Regions from separate parts of the Zea mays genome. Here region 2 is linked to region 1. Evidence: chromatin contacts called from public Hi-C data. All regions are on one chromosome and are shown on one strand. Each heading gives the region's core, a stretch centred on a gene start, on an enhancer-like site or on the middle of the called end of the contact. The rest is flanking DNA. Distances are from core to core; before and after follow the strand shown. Region 1 holds the start of LOC100279210 (Forkhead-associated (FHA) domain-containing protein). Region 2 holds the start of LOC100216710.

Region 1 (5,204 bases), core at 1,348-3,847:
AGCTCCCGTGGGATGTCAACGCGGGGCACCGGCCTAGGGAGATCACCATCCTCCGGCATGCCGAGATGATTGCCTTCGGAGGGACCCCCTAGATCGACGTGGAAACATTCGCGGCTTGGGCCGCAGTCCTCGTCATCGAGGCTGCGGCTACCGTCGGAACAGTCGGAGAGGCAGTAGTCACATGCGGTCATGAAGTCCCGCATGGCACTAGGGTTGCCAAGTCCAGAGAAATCCCAACAGATGCTGGGGTCGTCGTCTTCCTCGGACCCAGAGGGCCCGTAGGTCGAGACGTCCGTCAACCGGTCCCAAGGCGACCGCATGCGAAACCCCAGAGGGTTTGGACTCGCCTCTACGAGAGCGTCCGCCAAAGCGAGGTCGCTAGGCGGGTTGAGGCTGAATCCAAATGACGTAGGATGGGAATCGGTCGGTACCTTTTGGTCGACGAGCGGCGATGAAGTCACGTCGGGGACTGACTGCACCGTCGTCTCAGGTACGAGGGCGACGTCCTGCAAGCTTTTCGCAAGCGCGCTGGCGTCGTCCACTTGCTCGGGATTGGCGTGTCGCGGGGAGACGGCGCTCGTCTTCGTCTCAGGCGCGAAGTCGATACCCGGTGCGCCCCTCGTTGGGGTGTCGGCGCTGTCGACTCGCTCGACAGCCGACGAGGCGTTGCCTCCTGCTTGGCCTTGGTTGCCCTGCCTTCCCCTCCGTCGACGGGGAAGAAGGCGGGACGAGCTCGAAGATTGTTCTTCCGCCACGCGGGGAAGACGTCGTCGATTCCGCCGCTGGCGGGCGGGCTGTCGGCCGCCATTGTCGTTGTCGCACGGCGGTGGAAGGAGTATCATGTCGTAGCTGCCGTCGAAGGACATGAACTCAAGACTCCCGAAACGGAGCACCGTCCCGGGTTGGAGAGGTTGATGGAGACTGCCCATCTGGAGCTTGACGGGAAGCTGTTCGTCAACACGCAGCAGGCCCCTACCTGGCGCGCCAACTGTCGGCGTTTCGAGACTGGGGGGGTCCCTTGGGCCGACGAGTGAGTGTCGCCGCGTGCCCGAGCCCAGATGGGTCGAGCGCGAGGGCGAGCGCGAAGGGGGGAGAAGCGAGGCAGCCGGAGACCGACGTGAGAGAGGTGAGAATCCTGCGGCCTTCGTGTTTGTCCCGCGCCCAGGTCGGGTGCGCTTGCAGTAGGGGGTTACAAGCGTCCACGCGGGTGAGGGAAGCGAGCGGCTCCGAGCGAGCGCCTGTCTCGTCCTCGTCCCCGCGCGGTCAACCTCCTCTAAGAGGGCCCTGGTCCTTCCTTTTATAGGCGTAAGGAGAGGATCCAGGTGTACAACGGGGGGTGTAGCAGAGTGCTACGTGTCTAGCGGGGGAGAGCTAGCGCCCTAAGTACATGCCGATGTGGCAGCTGGAGAGATTTTGACACCCAGCTGGTGTGATGTCGTGGCCGTCGTAGGAGCGATGGAGCCTGGCGGAGGGACAGCTGTCGGAGCGGTTGAGTCCTTGCTGACGTCCTCTTGCTTCCGTAAGGGGGCTGAGAGCCGCCGTCGTCACAGAGCATGCGGGGCGCCATCATTGCCTATCTGGCGGAGCTAGCCAGATGGGACACCGGTCTTGTTCCCTGCGGCCCGAGTCAGCTCGGGGTAGGGTGATGATGGCGCTTCCTGTTGACGTGGCTGGCCTGCGCCCTAGGTTAGGCGATGTGGAGGCTCCTCCGAAGCCGAGGTCGAGTCTGTCTTCCATGGCCGAGGCCGAGTCCGAGCCCCTGGGTCGGGCGAGGCGGAGGTCGTCGGCAGAGGCTAGGGCGGAGTCCGAGCCCTGGGGTCGGGCGAAGCGGAGTTCGTCGTCTTCTGGGGCTGAGCCCGAGTCCGAGCCCTGGGTCGGGCGGAGCGGAGTTCGCCGTCTTCCGGGACTTAGCCCGAGTCCGAGCCCTGGGTCGGGCGGAGCGGAGTTCGCCGTCTTCCGGGACTTAGCCCGAGTCCGAGCCCTGGGTCGGGCGGAGCGGAGCTTCCTATGGTGCCTTTGGCAGGGCCTGACTGCCTGTCAGTCTCACTCTGTCAAGTGGTACTGCAGTCGGAGTGGCGCAGGCGGCGCTGTCCTTCTGTCAGGCCGGTCAATGGAGCGGCGAAGTGACGGCGGTCACTTCGGCTCTGCCGGGGGGCGCGCGTCAGGATAAAGGTGTCAGGCTACCTTTGCATTAAATGCTTCTGCGACTTGGTCGGTCGGTGCGGTGATTTAGTCAAGGTTGCTTCTTAGCGAAGGCAGGGCCTCGGGCGAGCCGGAAATATGTTCGCCGTTGGAGGGGGGCCTCGGGCGAGACGGAAATCCTCCGGAGTCGGCTGCCCTTGTCCGAGGCTAGGCTCGAGCGAGGCGTGATCGAGTCGCTCGAATGGACTGATCCCTGACTTAATCGCACCCATCAGGCCTTTGCAGCTTTATGCTGATGGGGGTTACCAGCTGAGAATTAGTAGTCTTGAGGGTACCCCTAATTATGGTCCCCGACAGTTCTATACTGCTGTCTTCCTCATCCATTTCTGCTTCCTCTGCTGTAACTACTACTAGTTCTTAGTTGAATCAATACCTATTGTGAGTAGGTCGCTGACTGGTAGCCGCCTCGGGCGTGGCGGGATGGACCGTGGAGGACGACGTCCTCCTCGCCATCGAGGTAATCTAACCCGCCCTGCCTAGACCCGATCATCATCCCTCCCCCCCCTCTCGAAAACCCCGCGAACTACGCAGGAACGCTACGCCCTCACGCGCTGCTCCTGCCGGCGCAGAATTTTGGTCCTGTGTTCCACTAACTTCCCGCCCCGCTCCGGCCGGCGGCCGCCTTCCCTGGGCCGAGCGCCACCGTCCCAGGATAGTCCGCTATCGTCGTCTCCATCGCGTTCGATTCGTGGTTCGTCTGATTTCAGTATTGCTGAATTTTGGGTTCGCATTGCCGCCCCGTCGCTTGTGTGGCTTTGGATTTGATTGCTCGGCGAAAATTTGAGAATACGATCGTCCCCTCCGCCCGCAACACTCATCTAAGTGAAGATTTCCTGTAGATTATTTGGGCTTCTGTTTTACGCGGGGGCACCTGGGTTGCTGAACCGCTGCCTTATACGAGTGTCCTGTTGGTTCGCGTTATTCGCGCTCTGTAATTGATAAATTTGCGTCGTTGCTTGCTGCAGTGCTGCTAAATCCCGGGTCTGATTTATGTTACTCAGTAGCCTAGCTACTGGATTTAGTGTCTTGAGCTTCCGTACAGAGGATTTAAGATCCTTGTTCAACAATGTGGCAAGTTGGCAACATACCTGAATTCATGTTTGTAGAAGTGAACAACGTAGGAACACAACTTTAACACCTGAGGTCGATTCAGTTCACTGAAATGATCAACTTATCCTGTCTGTCCCATTCCTACCACATTTCATGCTATTTTTCCAGCTTGTAACTTTCAGGAACGGGTTAGGCCATTCTCAATGGGAGTTTCATACTCATTAAATACGGTGACACATCATCATACTTGGTGACATGACAATTCATTTAAGAGGGGAGATATAGAGAGTTTTATGGGAGATGGTAGAGTTTCACGAGGATGAAACTCTGCATACACGGTTACCTAGTTTAAATCTGATGTGGCAGCATTGAAAACAGTGCATTGAAACTCATTATTAAGAATGACATGGTTACTTCTGAAACAATTATTCTCCTGTAGTTGCATTTAATAATTAGATACATCAAAAGGTTGAGCAGTTATTGATGTCCCTATTTGATACATTAGAGAAGTGTTTTGGTACTGACATGTTTGATTTAGGGTCTGTTTAGGTCGCATGTGCTAAACTGCTATTGGATGTTAAAGTTTAGCACTTCAGTTTGGGTCTCCAAGTGCTAAAGTTTAGCTAAAAGTGTAGTGCTAAACTTTAGCTAATATGCCTGGGCCTTCGAGGAGTGCGTAAGGGCGAATAGAGGAGCAGCGCAGCCTGGGACAGGGACCTGAGCGCGTATGGTGGAGAAGAGCGAGAGTGAGAAACATGAGCAAGATCACCGTCGACCAGGGTGACCGAGGTAATCGCCGCACAGGGAGATTGTATTTCCTTCGATGTCTAATTACACGCTACTGCTTCCCCTTTATAGATCAGGGTCGGCACCAACTGATAAGAGATAAACATGCTTAACAACTCCCTGGTATTATCTAGCTAACAACTCCCTGCTATTATATAGCAAACAACCCAACTATTATTTAGCTAATCCTTATCTGCTGGAACTTAAGAGTTATCTGCTGGAGCCGAGCTGCTGGCTTCACCGCCCCTGGTCTGGGTCCGGTACTCCCTCTGCTGCCTCCTAGTGTAGGTCTTCCCCACAAATGCATCTGCAACATTTCTCCCCTCCCGGAGAAACAAGTCGTCCGTGACCTGTATAGCTGGATACCGTAGTTGGAAATCCTCTAGCTGAACCTAGGATGCTTCTGCTGCTGGACGACCCACCCAGTGAACTAACACTTCCCACACGCCTCTGTTAAGCCTTGCCTTGGATACCTTCTCAGGTGTAGGTACCTCCCTGCCATGTAACAGATCTGGAAGAGGCACCACCTCATCTGGCAACTGCCCAATAATTTTTTATAGTGACACATGAAAAACATCATGATTTTTGCCTTCGGAGGGAGTTGCAATTTATAAGATACGTCCCCCACTAGCTGTGTAGCCTTGTAGGGCCCAAAGAAACGAGGTCCCAACTTGGATGTAGATGCTGGTGTCACGCCCACGGCTGACCTTTGCTGTAACCGGAGCCACACCCAATCCCCAACCTGGAATTTCACCTCCCGCTGAGTCTGGTCTTGGTACTGCTTCATTGTGACTTGGGCTTGGACCAGTCTCTCCTTGATTTCTGCTAAGAACTCATCCCGATCGTGAAGCTAGTCATCCACCGTAGCTACTCGCGCTTTCCCCGGCTGGTAAGGTAGTAATGGCGGGGGGTCACGCCCATAGACTACCCGGAAGGGTGAACACTTGATGCCAGTTTGATATGAAGAATTATAGCTGTACTCCGCCCATGGCAGCCACTGGAGCCAAGTCTTCGGCCTGTCACCTGCTAAGTAGCGCAGGTACATCAATATCACTCTGTTTGTGACCTCCGATTGACCATCTGTTTGTGGGTGAAATGCGGAACTCATCTGCAGCTTTACTCCTGCCATCCGAAACAGTTCTGTCCAAAAGTTGCTGGTAAATACC
Region 2 (5,204 bases), core at 1,408-3,907, 130 kb before region 1:
TCAGAAGAAAGAGAAATAGTTAGAATAAAAGTAAAATTAGCTGCAGCCTACACACCACCAACTCCTGACAAATCTGAGTACCTCCTTTGGATCAGCCAGCATACCAACTATTGTGGCATCTATGGCATCCTGATTTTCTGTGCGAGAAGCTCTAGCAGCCATCAAAATTACTGTATCTTGGTCAACACCTCTTTGGAAAACCTGATACAGTTAACAAGCAGTTTACAATGGCTGCAATGATCCATACGAAGAAAAGCTATTGAACTTCTACTAGTAACAACAGCCTACCTCAACAAGACTCTTGTCCACAGTCAACTTGTTTAAGGTTAATGTCCCAGTCTTGTCACTACAAAGAACATCCATGCCAGCCATTTCTTCAATTGCTGTCATTCTCTTAGTGATTGCTCCCTAAACAAGCATGCAGAACTTCAGTATCCAGTTCCTTTATTAGATCACATGAGAAACAAAGATCATTTTCCCCCATTGTACATGTGCATACCTGTTGAGCCAAGCGATGAGCCCCTATTGCCATGGTCACAGAAAGGACAGTGGGCATGGCGATTGGAATTCCTCCAATCAGAAGCACCAATAGATTGTCGATTCCGGGTCGGTAAGCCCTGTGTTGGATAGCGTACATGACGACAAGCTCCACGAGCATTCCCACAGCAATTGAACAGATGCAAAAGTTCCCTATGGCAGTGAGAACCTGTATAGTGAAACAACAAATGTTCGTCACGTCAAAAAATTACAATGACCAAATTGAGCAAGTTCTGAAAAGCAGGATTAGAAGCTTGCCTTCTGAAAATGACCAACTTGGTTTGTTGAATCGACAAGATGTGCGGCCTTGCCAAAGAATGTGTGCACACCAGTGGCAATGACAACGGCCTCAATCTCACCCTGTTTGCAAGTGGAGCCAGAATACACTCCATCACCAGGGCCTTTGGTGACTGGAAGGGATTCGCCGGTGAGTGCAGACTGCGAGCAACTCAGAAGTCAGGAGAAGCACAATTTAATATCAACCCAAAAAAATCCACATAGAGAGGAACGCTTCAATTTGCATTACCTGATCGATTTTCAGTGGATCCCCTTCAAGCAGACGAGCATCAGCTGGAATGATGTCCCCAAGCTTCACACTGATGATGTCTCCTGGCACAAGGATAGCCGATTCCTCCTCGGTCCACCGGCCATTTCTGAGAACCTTTATCACGGCAAAACCGAAATCAGTATATAGCCTCCAGGCAAACAACACAACTTCGCAACCACACAGCAAAACAGGATCCTGTCAGTACCTTGGCCTTGGGGGCGAGGCGTGCCATGAGAGCAGCAGCGGCATTGCCCGCATTGTTCTCCTCAATGAAGCTGATTGTGGAGTTGATAATGAGCAGAGTGATGATCCCCACGAAGTCCTGCCAGTCGGGCGGCTTGTTCTGAAGACAAAAATCAGCAGAAACAAACATGAAAACCTCTGACGCCAGTCTCCAGAACGCCCGCTCTGAGGGCTGAAGGCCATGTCCACACGGTGTGGAAAAAAAGAAGCGGCAGAACTTACTCCCCCATTCGCGAGCGCGATGGCCATGATGGCGGCCGCCTCCATGACCCAGGACAGCGGGTTCCACATGAAGCCCAAGAACTTGAGGAACTTGCTCTCCTGCAGACACATAGACACACGCACACATCCATCATGTAAGCTTGGTGCGAGACGGAGCACCAGGAACAGAAACGCATGGAAGCCAAGGCGGCGGGTCCCTTCACCTGCTTCTCCTCCAGCTTGTTGGGCCCGAAGATGGCGAGGCGCTGCTCCGCCTGCTCCGTGGTGAGACCCTGCGGGCTGCATCGGAGGTTCTCGAACACCTCCTCGATCGGTATGTTCTCCTGCGCAGGCGCAAAACAGCACCGCAGCAAAGTGGTGAAGCAACAGACAAGAACCACCCGAGTTTAGTGTTATCGGGAGACCCGCGTAAAAGAAGATCAAGAATTGGTGCGTTGAAGCGGCGGAAAACCACACGCACACAAAACAAAAGGCAGACATGACGGTAAAAAGAAAGAAAGAAAGAAAGAAAGAGACCACAAAAGTAACAGCCGAGCAACTGGGAAGAAGAACCTGGGTCGAACGTAACCGCACTACCGCAGCGAGATCAAGCGCCGAAACGCCTCGTGGACGGGGGGGCAACCGGGAGCGAATCGCGGCCGCCGAGTAGATCACGGAGCCCCGCCGAGATCGAGCGGGGAGCACGAACGGGAAGAGAAGCCAGTAGTACTAGTTCACCGCCAGCGCCAGGCACCCAAAAAGAAAAACTCCATCCATCCGCACTCCGCAAGCGAAAACGAAATCCGCGAAACGAGGGATGCAAGAACGGAGCAGGGAGCACCTAGCAGAGCAGCAGCGGGCGGCGGCACTGAGCCCGAGAAGCAACCGCGAGAGCAGAAGAAGGCAAAACGGGGAAGGAGGAAGGGAGGAGGGATCAGAGAGTGGCGCGTACGAGATCGACGGCCTCCTTGAGCACGGCGTCTAGGTTGGACGCCTTGTCCTCCATCCTTTCCCCTCTGCTCGGCGTCCCGGAGCCCGGAGCTTCGTCTTCTCAGTGCCGCGGGCAGGCGGGCGGCCGGGCCGGCAGGCGGGGCAGGCTGGCGACTGTCGCACAAGGCACACCACAGTCCACGAGCGCACGCGGCGGCACGGTCCTATATAGCAGCGCAGCGGAGGGACGGCGAGCGAATCAGTGGGGGATCTCTGCAGACTGCAGGCGGTGGTGGGCACTGCTGTGGAGACCGGGCTGGACAGGAGGTGGGTAGTGGGGCCCGGATCCGGTGTGAGCGCCAGCCGAGTGGCAGCCGCTGTGGCCGTCTGCGTGTCTCCCTCCCTCGATGGACGGACGATGCACGCACCCTAGTACTAGAAGCGGTGCGGAGACTGCGGGTCATCAATGCAGGAGACGAGAGGGGTGGTCAGTGGTGGATGCATAGGTCGCGGGTCGCCAGAGCAGAGAGGGTTCTTGATAAAAAAAAAGTTACTTTTTTCGGATGGAAATCCAAACGCCTCCTTTATTGCTACTGATTACATTTAGGCTAAATATACTTAGGTCTTGTTCGGTTCTTTTAGGACCTATTTGAAACCACCCGGTTTTTAAAAAATTAGTTTATAAAAATTGATGTAGTCCTAAACATACTAATTTATGGTTTAGTTTATATAAATTGAATTCATTGTTCATTAAAACCGAAAAGCTAGTCTCTCCTACCTAAAAAATAAAAATTGATTTCTTAAAAAGTTTGGTTTCGGTTACTAAAGTTGACTAAAAATCATTAATTGGTGCGAATAATGACTGCATTACCTCTATTAGTTAGTGGATGTATGCTGCACTAAGAAATAGTAGAGCGCAAATGAGGTAAAAATCCTACTTTAGTCCCTTTTAGTCACTTCTTGTTGACTAAAGAATTTAAGTTTAGTCACCGAACTTTAGTCACCATGTTTGCTTCTTTAGGGACTAAAAGTGACTAAAGTTAATAAACTTTAGTCACCCAAACCAAACAGGCTTTATTAAAAATTTCATAACATACTTTCTTACACCGTAACATAAAAATATAAAACTAAAGCGACATAATAAGTAAAATTTTACTCCCTATTTTATAGTGTAACTAAATAGTCATACATAAATTAGTAAAATATTTGGTTTTACACGGTTTTCAAGACCTTCAAAACATATTGACATATGGTCTTCAAAATATATTGACATATGGTTTTCATCCTTGTAAAATCCATTTCTCCTAAATGCTTTGTGATGTTATTTAAAGTTGTGATGTGACATATTGTCTGCGTTTCGACCCCGGGGGGTCCTTGACCGACGAGTAAATTGTCGCTACGTGTCCCAGCCCAGATGGGTCGGCGCGAGACGGAGCACGAAGGGAGGCAAAAGAGAAGAGACAGGCAAAAGGGGAAACCTGCGGCCTTCGTGTTGCCCTGCGCCCAGGTCGGGTGCGCTTGCAGTAGGGGGGTTACAAGCGTCCGCGTGGGAGAGAGCGAGAGACTTTGCGCGTCGTCCCGTTCCCCGCGTGGCCAACCTCCTCGTAAGAGAGCCCTGGACCTTCCTTTTATAGGCGTAAGGAGGGGGTCCAGGTGTACAATGGGGGGTGTAGCAGTGTGCTAACGTGTCTAGCAGAGAGGAGCTAGCGCCCTAAGTACATGCCGTCGTGGCAGCCGGAGAGGTTTTGGCACCCTGTTCATGTGATGTCATGACCGTCGGAGGAGCGCTGGAGCCTTGCGGAAGGACAGCTGTCGGGGCTGTCGAGTCCTTGCTGACGTCTCCTTGCTTCCGTAAAGGGCAAAGAGCCGCCGTCGTCACGGAGCACGCGGGGCGCCATCATTATTTATTTACCGGGGCGAGCCAGATGGGACGCCGGTCTTGTTCCCCGTAGCCTGAGCTAGCTAGGGGTAGGGTAATGATGCCCCCCTGTGACGTGGTCGGTCCGAGCCATGGGTCGGGCAAGGCGGAGGCTCCTCCGAGGTCGAGGTCGAGTCTGTCTTCCGAGGTCAAGGTCGAGTCCGAGCCCCGGGTCGGGCGAGGCGGAGACCATCGTCTGAGGCCAAGGCTGAGTCCGAGCCCTGGGGTCGGGCGAGGCGGAGTTCGTCGTCTTCCGGAGCCAAGGCTAAGTCCGAGCCCTGGGGTCGGCGAGGCAGAGTTCGTCGTCTTCCGGAGCCGAGGCTGAGTCCGAGCCCTGGGTCGGGCGAGGCGGAGTTCGTCGTCTTCCGGAGTCAAGGCCGAGTCCGAGCCCTAGGTCGGGCGAGGCGGAGTTCGTCGTCTTCCGGAGCCGAGGCCGAATCCGGGGGCCGAGCCCTGGGGTCGGGCGAGGCAGAGCTTCCTATGACGCCCGAAGCCGGACTTGGCTGCTGTCAGCCTCACTCTGTCGAGTGGCACAGCAGTCGGAGCGACGCAGGCGGCGCTGTCCTCTTGTCAGGCCGGTCAGTGGAGCGGCGAAGTGACTGCGGTCACTTCGGCTCTGTCGACTGAAGGGCGCGCGTCAGGATAAGGTGTCAGGCCATCCTCGCATTAAATGCTTCTGCGATACGGTCGGTCGGTGTGGCGATCTGGCCAAGGTTGCTTCTTGGCGAAGACTGGGCCTCGGGCGAGCCGAAGGTGTATCCGTTGCTTGAGGGGGCCCTCGGGCGAGAAGTGAATCCTCCGGGGTCGGCTGCCCTTGCTCGAGGCTGA

Evidence for each region. Hi-C and Micro-C count contacts between places; a contact is called where the count stands out from the background.
Region 2: a contact with region 1 is called in a Hi-C map of leaf, with 5 times the contacts expected there. The contact joins the promoter of LOC100216710 here to the promoter of LOC100279210 in region 1. A contact is called at or near these places in 5 of 25 Hi-C or Micro-C datasets (bundle sheath, ear, endosperm and 2 more).

What each region holds. Positions count from the first base shown.
Region 1 is chr7:14,640,635-14,645,838 of Zm-B73-REFERENCE-NAM-5.0, reverse strand. It overlaps LOC100279210 (Forkhead-associated (FHA) domain-containing protein), which reads left to right and starts at 2,597. Exons shown (of 15, transcript NM_001350279.1): 1 at 2,597-2,659.
Region 2 is chr7:14,773,970-14,779,173 of Zm-B73-REFERENCE-NAM-5.0, reverse strand. It overlaps LOC100216710, which reads right to left and starts at 2,657. Exons shown (of 21, transcript NM_001359483.1): 1 at 2,481-2,657; 2 at 1,753-1,872; 3 at 1,550-1,648; 4 at 1,290-1,427; 5 at 1,064-1,198; 6 at 796-975; 7 at 500-706; 8 at 289-408; 9 at 82-201. The coding sequence starts at 2,534.